4 separate regions of the Sus scrofa genome follow, and regions 1, 2 and 4 are each linked to region 3. Evidence: chromatin contacts called from public Hi-C and targeted proximity ligation data. All regions are on one chromosome and are shown on one strand. The core of a region is the stretch at or near the end of the contact, and the rest is flanking DNA. Distances in the headings are between cores, read along the strand shown. Region 1 has its middle 480 kb from the start of ATP2B1. Region 2 has its middle 480 kb from the start of CCER1. Region 3 has its middle 220 kb from the start of ATP2B1. Region 4 has its middle 430 kb from the start of CCER1.

The links. Hi-C and Micro-C count contacts between places; a contact is called where the count stands out from the background.
Region 1: a contact with region 3 is called in a Hi-C map of skeletal muscle, with 6 times the contacts expected there. A contact is called at or near these places in 2 of 47 Hi-C or Micro-C datasets (psoas muscle and skeletal muscle) and 1 of 2 datasets of targeted methods (skeletal muscle).
Region 2: a contact with region 3 is called in a Hi-C map of skeletal muscle, with 2.5 times the contacts expected there. A contact is called at or near these places in 2 of 47 Hi-C or Micro-C datasets (embryonic fibroblasts and skeletal muscle) and 1 of 2 datasets of targeted methods (skeletal muscle).
Region 4: a targeted proximity ligation map of skeletal muscle shows a contact between it and region 3, with 2.9 times the contacts expected there. A contact is called at or near these places in 1 of 47 Hi-C or Micro-C datasets (embryonic fibroblasts) and 1 of 2 datasets of targeted methods (skeletal muscle).

Annotation. Positions count from the first base shown.
Region 1 is chr5:92,454,708-92,457,813 of Sscrofa11.1, forward strand. No RefSeq gene overlaps it. Among named protein-coding and RNA genes, the nearest start is that of ATP2B1, 480 kb to the right of the region's middle.
Region 2 is chr5:92,360,879-92,363,789 of Sscrofa11.1, forward strand. No RefSeq gene overlaps it. Among named protein-coding and RNA genes, the nearest start is that of CCER1, 480 kb to the left of the region's middle.
Region 3 is chr5:92,716,147-92,718,967 of Sscrofa11.1, forward strand. No RefSeq gene overlaps it. Among named protein-coding and RNA genes, the nearest start is that of ATP2B1, 220 kb to the right of the region's middle.
Region 4 is chr5:92,309,560-92,312,822 of Sscrofa11.1, forward strand. No RefSeq gene overlaps it. Among named protein-coding and RNA genes, the nearest start is that of CCER1, 430 kb to the left of the region's middle.

The sequences.
Region 1 (3,106 bases), core at 449-2,948, 260 kb before region 3:
TGCCCACCCATTTAAGGAAACTATTTGCTATTTCCTGAAAGCTGGTATGCAGACTATAATGTACCTTGAGCTGTGTGATCAGTGAGATCACTGCTATCTGAACTGCTGAAGCAGTTGTGTATCACTCATCAGCAATGCAAGGCCTGAGCTCAAAACAGATTTTGGCTTACTATTAAGCATTTTATATCAGCTAGTGAATAATCACCATGAATAATATCAAAAGAATTTTATCCCCAATACCTATTTCAGGTGGCAATATATAATAAGCCACCAACATTGCTTGTTATCTCCAATTCCTAACTCAGAGATGAATTACAAAAAGATCTTTTTAGGCATGGTTTACAGCTCTGATGACAGCAAATGTGCATTATGGAACATGTGTGATTTATATTATCAGTCACATATTTCTTGATTAGACTTTGATCAGTTCAGGAATAAGAAGTATCCAAATTGAAAGGGTCAAAGAGGCTAATCTGAAAAGGCTACATACTGTATGACGCCAACTATATGACATCCTGGAAAAGGCAAAATGATGAAGACCATAAAAATATCACTGTTTGCCAGAGGTTAGGAGTGAGAGAGGGATGGATAGGCAGAAGATTTTCATAGCGGTGAAATATACATGGCATTATGCATTTGTCCAAATACATAGAATATACAAAATCCACATAAGCAATGGAATTTGGGTGAATATGATGTTTCAGTGTAGGTTCATCAGTTGTAACAAATGTACCACTCTGGTGAGAGATGTTGATCGTAAGGGAAGCTATGTAGCTATGTGGACAGGAGGTGTATGGGAAATTTCTATACTTTCCACTCAATGTTGCTGTGAATCTAAACCTGCCCTAAAAAGTAATGTATTTTTAAAACAAAAATTGAAATGGAATGTTAAAAATATTAAGAATTTAACATCTTGCATGTTGAAAAATACATCACCATAAACTAGGACAACTGATTTAATAAATCTTTCACTCATATTCTTTCACTTGCATTATTCCCTCAATCTGATAAATTTCTGTAAAACACAGGTTATCTTTTAAACTCTCTGAAATCTCCATTTTCCAGGACAGCAACTTCACAATCTCAATTGATTCCAATTGAATAATTTTAGAGTTGGTTCATGAATTCAGCACTAGTCTTATCCTAGGTGTGCAGCAATTAGGATATAACTAAGGCTGTTGTAGATATCCAAATACACAGGTGTATCTGTAAACTGTGCCTACCTGGATTCCCCAAAAGGGAGAACTTACTTTAAAAGGTTTTTGTTTTTGTTTACGAAGATATATTGATACTCTAAAAATCAATTAGGTAGTTAATGATTCATGTCACTGTCCAAACCTCTGTTAACTACGGCTGGTTGCTTTTCTACCCAGAAAAGTTCACCAGAGGCCAAAAAAAGCTGCCCTCACATACCCAGGCACTTTTCCACAAGAGGGTGAGAAAAATCCATCCATCCCATAGCAAGGCTCAACTTGGCCCTGAACCCTAACGGATTTCACACTGAAACCATAATATCTACCCCAGGCCTTTGAAGAGGGCCCAGCTGTGCCTGTTGCCAGGGGTGAATGAGAAAACCCGCATTACTGAGGGCTTCCGGTGGTTTGACATTCTCCCCTCAGGCTTTACTGGAGAGGTGGCCACAATGTGACTCAGCTGCAAGCCTTGGCCAGCCCTTCCCCAGTCCAAAGGGGAGAGCTGAGGGGAAAGGACTGAATGTTTGCTAACGCAACTGCCATCTGCCTCTGTTAAGTCTGATGGTGACAGAGTGCATGTTAATGCCAGAGAGACAGAGAACACTCACCATCTGTTCACTGCCCTGAAATAAAATTAACTAGGTCATCTGGATTTGGAAGCCTATCTGGAATTGTTGACATCTATTCCCAAACTTGGGGATGGAAATTTTACCCCATCTTACATCATTCAAATTACCTAGAGAAATATTTTTACTCTAATCCTTCTAGTGGAGAAAGTTAATTGATCATACCTTAATAACAATGTATGTGTTAACAAAAAAAAGTATTTTGTAGCTACATTATTAATATTTGTAAGCAATAGTATTACAAATTGCTATCCAACTGAAACCTTCTACAGGGAAAAATGTCTAATAAATTTCTGGTCACGAAGAATGTGCACAATTTACATGGACTCCAGTGTTTCTTGCCCACAGCTAATGAGATAAGCAAATTTCTTGATTTCCAGGCACTCAAATTAAAAACGGGAAATAAAGAGCTATATTTTATTCCTGCTAACTACCTAAAAGATATTTGCACAATAACAGCTGAATCTAGGATATGACTAAATGGTTGGTAATATTTTTTCCCCAAGAGAGGCAAGAGAAAGCTTTAATTCAATTTTTGTACAGGAAAATCTGCCCCGATCTCCTGACCCAAAACTTCTCACCTCCCAATCAATTCTTATCATTCTATTCTCATCTCTTTTGGTCTACTATTGGTCTCAGCCAGTATTAGTCTAGTAGAGAATTTTAGCTGGACACATTACATGGGAGTGACTCAAAGAAAATAGAATAAATGATTATTTTCAATTCCTATATCAGTCCTACCTTGAAATATGGTTCTCTTAAAGAAAACGCTAAAAGATTCTATTTCTAAAAGTCAATTTAAATTAATTTAGAGGAAAAGTTACTGCTTTTAAGAGTTTATGGACATCAATAACAGGAAATAACACAGTTCATTTAGACAACCCATAATGTGCTGACATGAAATAAATCCAGTGGAGCTATCCTTAGGTCTCAAGCGATTTAGTTTTAAAATGACCTTTTGTGAGTTGGATTATTGACCAACCTTAGTTATTAGTGAAATCTACAAGCAGAAATTTTTCTGGCCTCTTACTTAAGCCTTAAGCTCTTAAGAATTTGAACAGAGTATATATAATATATATATATATACACGCGCGCACACACACACACACGCACATGTGTATACATGTATTTTGTCTTCCTAGGACCGCATCCGTGGCTCGTGGAAGTTCCCAGGCTAGGGTTGAATCAGAGCTACAGTTGCCGACCTACACCACAGCCATAGCAACATGGGATCCAAGCTCTATCTGTGACCTACACCAAAGCTCACAGTAACATCGGATCCTTGAC
Region 2 (2,911 bases), core at 148-2,647, 360 kb before region 3:
ATCCCAGAGGATACATCTCCAAAGATCTGGCAGAACCAAAATTTCAAAAACATGGAATAGTGGACTCCATGATTTTGAAGATTAAATAAGAAATCTGACATGAAGTGAACCCTCAATAAATGTTAGCTATTATTATCACTCCCTCTTTTCTGTCTTTTCTTCATGTACAGAGGATGTGGGGGAAGGGCAAGAGGGAAGGAGGAATGGTTATTTGATCTCTCTCTGTAGGCTCACCTCCAGACTTAGATACATGACTGATTTCACTTCCTAATATGAAGGATGATAACGGAGAAATTGCCTAACCTAGCTATAACTCAGGATGAACAGAGGATAGTGGTGCATCATTCCTGACCAAACCCCAAAGACATAAATAACGTTAAAGCAAAGCAAGCACAAAGTCCAAGAACCCAAGTCTAGAAGCCAAGGCTCTGGATCTGAATTAGAATTTCAACTGAAAGCAAAACCAAGCCCAAGTGAGAAAATGGAGAAGAGCAAGCAAAGTTGTCTTGGGAGCCATCAACAAAGGAAAGAGAAAGAGGAGAGAGAATAAGGATTAATTCAGGAAACAAATGTGACAGACTGTTTTTGATTTATATTAAGACACTGCAACTTCAAGTTGAGGGTTCTGCATGGTAAAGATAGAAATGGGTAATAATCAACATTTAATAGCTTTCAAATTCAGTCTAATGTTTTTGAGTAAACACGATGTCTATGTTTGTTAAAGTAAAATATTTAGTAACTGTGATCCATCTCATTCAAAAAAACTAGCTGTTTTCCTATTTCCTGCCCCAGTGTGACCATATTTGCATACTATTTTCTGATCCTGAGATGTAATACTGATATCTATCCACTGTCTTGTGTCCTTCAAGAATGAGTCCAGTAGCCTGCTCATAAATAACCACCTGGTATATTCATTTTCATAGACAAAGATCTCTGATGCTATTTTAAAAATAACTTCTAAGTATGGCCAAAGCTGTATTTGCTCTCACTTTGCAGCACCTCCCTGATGCAACATGAAATATTAATGACTGCCTGAAATATATCCAACTAATGTGGTATTCAAAGGAATGCTATGTCGTCAATCATGTTATTCCAAGGTCTGTGGCAGGATCAGATCTCCTGGTTAGTCCTCTGACTCAGTGAGGAGATAAACTTCCAAGCTGATTATTTTCCCTGCTTGTATACCTTGTAGCTGGATTATCCCTTCAAACAGCTCTGTCATAAAGTAGCTAAAGCTCAAAGTTCTGGACCTGGATGAGGTACTGAGGGCTGGACTGGGCAACTAGATTGGTTTAGAATTCCCCAACCTCAAAGGATAAAAAGACAAGGAAAATTCGTAATACATTGCTAACAGATGAAAAGGGAAATGTAGGGCAGGAAATAATCCAACTAACTACTCAACGTACGAGAGCTGGGAAGAGATGAAGGGTTCAAGTGAGCAACTACTTTTAGGACATAGTTTTGGAGTGCTGAACCTAACACTTTTTTTCTGAATCCTGAAAAATGAGGCTTGAGTTCTCACCTATGATTTGAAAGGGTGCTGTGAAAGGCATAAATGAGTCTGAGAAAATATGACTGACTAGGCACCTAGGTAGTTAAGACAACTGAAAGATGAACTTTTGGTGCTAGGGAAGCTCTCGCCAAGATTCTTCACACAATACTTCATACCAGATATAGTTGTATTACACACATGATTAGAGTAGCACCTTTCCACGGATGATTTCTAAATGTTTTACACACTCTATGAGGAAAAAAAAACAACAATAAATAGTGCTCATATTTTTAAGTGAGGTTTCAGGTTATTCAAATGTTAGTGATAAAGAAATGATAATATGGAATCTTCTCTCTTTAAAATTTTCCTTTCCTATCACTGAATTTGTTATTCTATATGTTAAAAGTGATATGCGCAATTAGACCACTTACAACACAAATGTATATGGAATTTTATATGTGTGTACACACACACACACACACACACACACATTTTGAGAGCATATTTTGGTGGAAGTTAAAAGATAGGCACCCCAGGTCTCAATTTATGGAGATAATTCTAAAGAATAAAATCTTTGTTTCTTTATAAACTAGCATCTGACTCATATTTTTAACTTCCAGAAATGGATGTTACTACTATGTTTCCATGTGCAGAATGCAGGGGAAAAAAGCCTATGTCTGCTTATTCCATTGTAGTTAAAATCATTACCAAGTGCAGAAGCAAACTTCATTAACTCAGAGTTTTCACCTATTCACAAAATCACCAATTCTTTTTTATTCTTTAATTCAGCTGTGCTCTAAAACTCCAGATCAAATTATTCTACACATTTCAGCAGATCATGGTTACCAATTCACATAGAGACCGATTCATTTAAAAATGGGCTTGATACTACCTATGAAGCAACGTATGGAGCAGGGTGCTGTCTAGATTGATTTCCATGAAGGGCTTAGGGAACTTTATAATAACTCATGTAACAATAACTCATGCAAGCAAACAAGAAGCCTTAGAAAAATGGTTCTATTTTTGAGTATCAAATAATACATATATCAGTTATAAAAATAAGTCTTAGCACATGTGTTTGAAATTCTTAGTCATAACATCCAATTGAAAAAGTCCTTTACTATTTACCAAGAGGTATTTGCTTTGTTTTTCAGAGAGAATAAAAGGTCCTAAATGCTCCATGTTTTGTCTTTGCCATGGGACACAAAAGAAGGGTAAACCTGCACTTCTTTCCATGGGACACAAAAGAAGGGTAAACCTGCACTTCTTGAATAAAGACTCTTCTACAGTGAATGCTGGAGTTATATGGACAACACTCATTCAAGAAAAATCCTGGCCTAAAGAATGCTGCTTATCCGGCTTGGCTATCCTGGAAACTAGCATTTTACCAGCAGTTCTTATTTGTACCTGGCTCAGATA
Region 3 (2,821 bases), core at 220-2,719:
GCCGGTAAGGACGCTTACTGGTTCAAGTAAATGGATGTCCGGTGAAGAGTGGACATCACCGTAGGTTAATCAGACAAGTCCGCGATGTCGCCAAGGACCTAGATTCTTTCCCCAGCCCCCTGACTGCAAGGCAGTGGCCCGTGATACACAAGGCTACATTCTCCCTTTTCCACATGGAGAGGGAAATTAAATGTGCCCCTTTTCCAGTCATGGAATGAAAGTCCTCCTTCAATCTGATTATTCAAAGTTATGGGAAGACTGGCTTAGCTCTGGGCTCTCAAAGCAGTCACTAGAAAATGGCATGGAATTCAGCAAACCATTGTCCTCTTTGGAGCTGAATTCAAACCTCGCTAATGCCACATACTGGGGGAGAATGGAAGAGGTGTCAAAAGCAGCATCCTCCTACTAACTATGGTTAAGGAGAGAAAAGTCTGGTGAATCTTTAGCATACGCAGAGGCCAGGAAGATGACTGTATTTCAACAGTTTATTACTGGAAACTGAAGTGCATTCGTACGTTCTTTTACTCGATTAGTTTGTTCAGTGTTTTCTTCCTTCACATGAAATACATTTTTAGAGTGTCCGGAGTTTTTCATTTTCCTGTTTTTTAACTAAAATCCACTTTGATTACCCAATGCCATTTTGGCTTCATGGTTATCTCTATTAATTGTTGAATGTCTGCATTAGCTATCTTAATTTAAAAAACAAATATCTCAATGTCCTACCAGCTGTTAACAGCTTACTTACTGGATGTGTTTTTTCAAAACTTTTTTTTTTTTTAAGCTTTCTATTTAGTGAGGAAAGCGGTTTCTGTTTTTCATCCTGCTCTTTTCCAATGTCAATAAATATGAACATTTATTGTTCATATTTAGTTCCCATCATGGCTCAGTAGTAACAAACCTGACTAGTATCCATGAGGACACGGGTTTGATCCCTGGACTTGCTCAGAGGGTTAAGGATCCAATGTTGCCGTGAGCTGTGGTGTAGGTCGCAGATGCTGCTCGGATCTGGCGTTGCTGTGGCTGTGGTGTAGGTCCAAGGCTACAGCTCCAATTTGACCCCTAGTCTGGGAACTTCCATATACCACAGGTGCGGCCCTAAAAAGACCAAAAAAATGTGATTAATTCATTGCTTTGATTTCTCAAGAAAATTGAGAAGGAAAATTGTATCCATGGAGAAACTAAATAAATGATAGAATCAAAAAATAAAAATTTACTCTTCATGTGGAGAATTAGCCTTTTCCATACCCAGTCCAACCCCCCCTCCTTAACCATCAAAGAGCACAGATGTGCACATGCACGCATGCACACACAGAGACTCTAGGAAGGAGAATAGAATGTTTCCTTAGAAAAAAAACAAAGTTTTGATTCTCTAAACTCTGGGCATGGCATTTTGCTGGGTGTATTAGTATACAGTTCTTCATTGGCAGAAAATGGTGTGAACCATCCGACCAGCCTGAACCACCCCTTTTGATGTGTGTGATTCCATGGCTGAAGTCCTAGGGTTACAAGGTTGGGGAGTTAGAGGAAGAGATCAAATATCTCAATAGTTTCTCTTTCCTATTAAATGCCTTTAGAAAATCATTGCTATTTTATACAGCCTGTAACCTTCGCCCCACAAAGACCTCAGATAAATGCCCTAGAGCTTATTTTTTAACTTTTATTCTCCTATGACTGTTGAATTGTTATCAATAATCAGTTCTCGCTGTTCCCCTTGAATAATCCTTCTGTTTCTAAAAAAGAATATTTACTAATAACAAGGTCAAAGGGTGCCAGGTTTCTGGTTTCCAGCTGGGTGCTATGACTCTCTCATTCCATTTTCTGCTATTTATGTTCCAGCCTTGACCCAGGCTTATATATCAGGGGAGGGAGTCATCTCAACTTTCTCACATCTCGATTGTGAAAGAGGCAGACTAAAGAGGCAGACTTAGTCATGAGATTCTTTCTGTAGGAATCCAGACAGGTTACTACTGCCACGGAAGAAACACAGAGCTATGGTTTCCAGAAGAGGATTCCAATGTGCTAATCTTTCTTCTCCCTTAACAGGAAGGAACATTTTCTCCAACGGTTACTATCACACTAGCTTGGAGAGAATTTCCTGCTTCCTCATCTCAAGTGTGCAGACTCACTAATCATAGAATTGAATGCCCTCACAGAGGCAAAATCAGGCTAAGACAAGTCTACCAGTATGTGTCAAATGACATGACTTTACCTTAACAGACAGTCTGGTATTTCACAGAAGCAATCTAGGACATATCCTGCAGGGGTCTGTTGTAAGTGTTGAATGAGCTAATTTCTGTGAAGCCCTTAGAATAAAGCCTGGCATACAGTGAGTGCTCAACTATTATTATTATGACATAAAGTAGCCTGGTCTGGAAAGCATGAAATCTGACTCTTCTACAGTCTACTTGTGTGATGTTAGAAGAGTCACTCAAGTTCTCTGAGCCTCAACTCCTGATCTAGAAAATGGGAATAGGGAGTTCCCTTTGTGGCTCAGTGGGTTAAGGACCCATCTAGTATTCATGAGGATGTGGGTTCGATCCCTGGCCTTGCTCAGTGGATTAAAGATCTGGCATTGCCATGAGCTGTGGTGTAGGTCACAGATGTTGCTTGGATCCTGCGTTGGTGTGGCTGTGGCGTAGGCCGGCAGGTGCAGCTCTGATTCCACCCCTAGCCTGGAAACTTTCATATGCTGCAGGTGCAGCCCCAAAAAGCAAGAAAAAAAGGTGGGGGAATAATTGCATCTCTCACACAGGTTTTTCAAGGGCTGATGTAATCAAGAGTAGTAAAGGTTTTAGAACTCTTCATGAGCTGTGAAGTGACT
Region 4 (3,263 bases), core at 727-3,226, 410 kb before region 3:
TAGATTTATAGTGCAACTATGCAGAAGATAATTTTCTCAAGGACAAGGATCCTTGGAGTTCCCGTCGTGGCTCAGTGGTTAACGAATCCACTAGGAACCATGAGGTTGCGGGTTCGATCCCTGGCCTTGCTCAGTGGGGTAAGGATCCGGTGTTGCCGTGAGCTGTGGTGTAGGTCGAAGACGAGGCTCGGATCCCACGTTGCTGTGGCTCTGGGTAGGCTGGCATCTACAGCTCCAATTAGACCCCTAGCCTGGGAACCTCCATATGCTGCAGGAGTGGCCCAAAAAAATGGCAAAAAGACAAAAAAAAAAAAAAAAAAAAAAAAAAAGACAAGGATCCTTTTCTGTCTTCAACCTTTGCAAACACTAAAGTATATTAACAAGGAATGAATAAGATTCTACCCAAAGAGATAGCAGTTCAACAAAAAGCCTGTCTTCTCCTGGAATTAGTCCCACTTTGCTTTGGACACCCACTAGCTTGAATTCGTGCCTCCTGCAATCCCTCGCCCAGCACAGGTTCATCCAGTTAATATGATAATTAAAATGTGGATGGAAGTTCTTGCATGTATGTTTGAAAATATGGCATGAATATATATAATTTGTATAAGAACATTGGGTTAGAGATGATTTGGCAATGCTACCTGGGGCTTTTATTCTCTCCTGAATAACTAGTGTAGACAAGAGAAGCATGTTTTATCTTATTCTTTATTCGCATTTTATATCTTAGTCTTTATTTGCTATCCTAAAATTATTCTGTTCCTATAAAATGTTATTTCTTTTTTTTTTTTTTTTTTTTTTTTTTTTTGCTATTTCTTGGGCCGCTCCGGCGGCACATGGAAGTTCCCAGGCTAGGGGTCCAATGGGAGCTGTAGCCACCGGCCTACGCCAGAGCCACAGCAACGTGGGATCCGAGCCACGTCTGCAACCTACACCACAGCTCATGGCAACGCCGGATCGTTAACCCACTGAGCAAGTGCAGGGACCGAACCCACAACCTCATGGTTCCTAGTCGGATTGTTAACCACTGCGCCACGACGGGAACTCCTAAAATGTTATTTCTTAAGAGAGTTCCTTTGACTTTCCCCTGAATGTTTATTGAGTGCCAGGCACTGAAAAAAAAATAATATCAGTATAGAGCAAGGCGAACCTCTGATATACAGTCTTTAGTAATGAGTGGGCAAGAGTTCTAAAGTCATTCATAATGTTTTTATACCATTATCCTTCCATTATTGTTATTGTTATTTTTTTTTGTCTTTTTTGTCTTTTCGAGGGCCGCACCCACAGCATATGGAGGTTCCCAGGCTAGGGGTCCAATCGGAGCTGTAGCCACCGGCCTACGCCACAGCCACAGCAACGTGGGATCCGAGCCACGTCTGCGACATACACCACAGCTCACGGCAACACCAGATCCTTACCCCACTGAGCAAGGCCAGGGATCGAACCCGCAACCTCATGGTTCCTAGTCGGATTTGTTAACCACTGAGCCACAAAGGGAAATCCCCATTAATATTTTTAAAATTGTTATTGGAATCATCAGTGATATATGATTGTTTATTTGTTTATAATTATTTCACTAAGCCACTTCCCTGAAAATTCTGGTTCTGTAGGTCTGGTCTAGAACTCAGCTATCTGTAGTTATCTGTATTTTTACAGGTATACAAGTATCTTTTTATAAGAAACTTAGAGGGGAAAAGCTTCCACTTCATAAGTAATAGATATATCTTCTCCCTTTCACCTGAATATTGACCCAGCATAATTCAAAACATGTGGTCGGATCAGTGCAATGAGGCATACATTTTGGAAAGAACATTTTGGCCAGTCTTGCTCAGGGAGGAAATATCCTCCCACATCCCAGGGGGGTATCTGCTAGGCAAATGTCAAGGCAATTACAATTAGGATTTATTTCAACACTGCGTAGCGTACTGCCCTGTCTCACAACACCGATAAAGTGGCGAGTCAAAGGGCTGAGTTTGTTTATGAGCCACCCACTCTCCCAGCACAGCTGCCACCTCCCTTATCACCCTGCGACCTCCAAGCCAACTGCAGATAAGAGAGAGCTTTAAGGTGGCAGCAGCTCTCAGCTCTACCAGGTCTCCTGGCAAGGGTCAGAGCAGGGCTCTCCTTTCTCGCTTCAGTTTTCATCTCAGTCCATGGGGCTCCTTCAGTTCTAACATCCTGGCTACATTCTCTGCACATCTGTAAACTTGTTCCTTGTTCTTCATTTCAAAGTTATGAGATGCCTATTTTGGAAAATAAGAATAATTGAAAAAGCAGTGAATTTGATTTGATGTGACAGAAGAAAGCAATTGGAGAGGATATTATAACTACTCAAGTTTGCAGGAACTTTTTTATTGCCAATGAAGAACTTTCTCAATTTGGACAAAAACCCAAGCATGATGTGTTCTTGATAAGTACTATTCTTTCCAAAAACCTAAAAATAGTTTTCAATTAGCCTAGCATACATCTGTAAGGGTGCTGATAAATGCTGCCATTCCTTCAGGAAAAAAAGAAAAGGTGGTGAGAAAAGAAACATGAACATGAAAGTTAAAGAATAGTGGATTTTCAGCTATAGAGCGCTATTTCCATCAATCAAGCAGTAAATATTCAATGGGTAACAAAGAAAATAAAATATATTACTAGCTGCTGAAGGAAAGAATGAAGGATAGAGAATATGATAGTCATGATTTGACATATAGATTATTAAAATAATTAAATGAATTAATTCATCCAATTCACCTAGAGCAGAGCTGGATACACAGAAAAAACTCAATAAAGGTGTGTTGTTATCATTAATTATTTTCCTCTAGGAAACTAAAGGTAAACACATGGGAACATACCTAACAATAATCTACTCCAATGTCATAAGAAAATTTTGCATATTTTAATTCATTTTACATCTTCCCAGCCAATAACTCAGGAGGGATCAATACTATCCATAGAATTCAACTGATGTCAATTTAGTCATATACTAAATTGAATCACGACTCAATGCCAGAAGCAGTAAATTATATAGAACAGTGGTTCCCAATCAGGGTGATTTTGTCACAAAACCACAGGGGGCATCTGGCAATGTTTGGAGATTTTTTTTTTTTTTTTTGCCATGACTTGTAGGGGAAGGGTTACTACTGGTTTCTAATAGGCAGAGGTTAGAGATGTGGCTAAACATTGTATGACGCACAAGATAATCTCCAAACAAAGCATCACTGGGACCAAAATGCCAACAGTGACCAAGGAGTGGAAAGACTTTGCATCACAAGACTGGG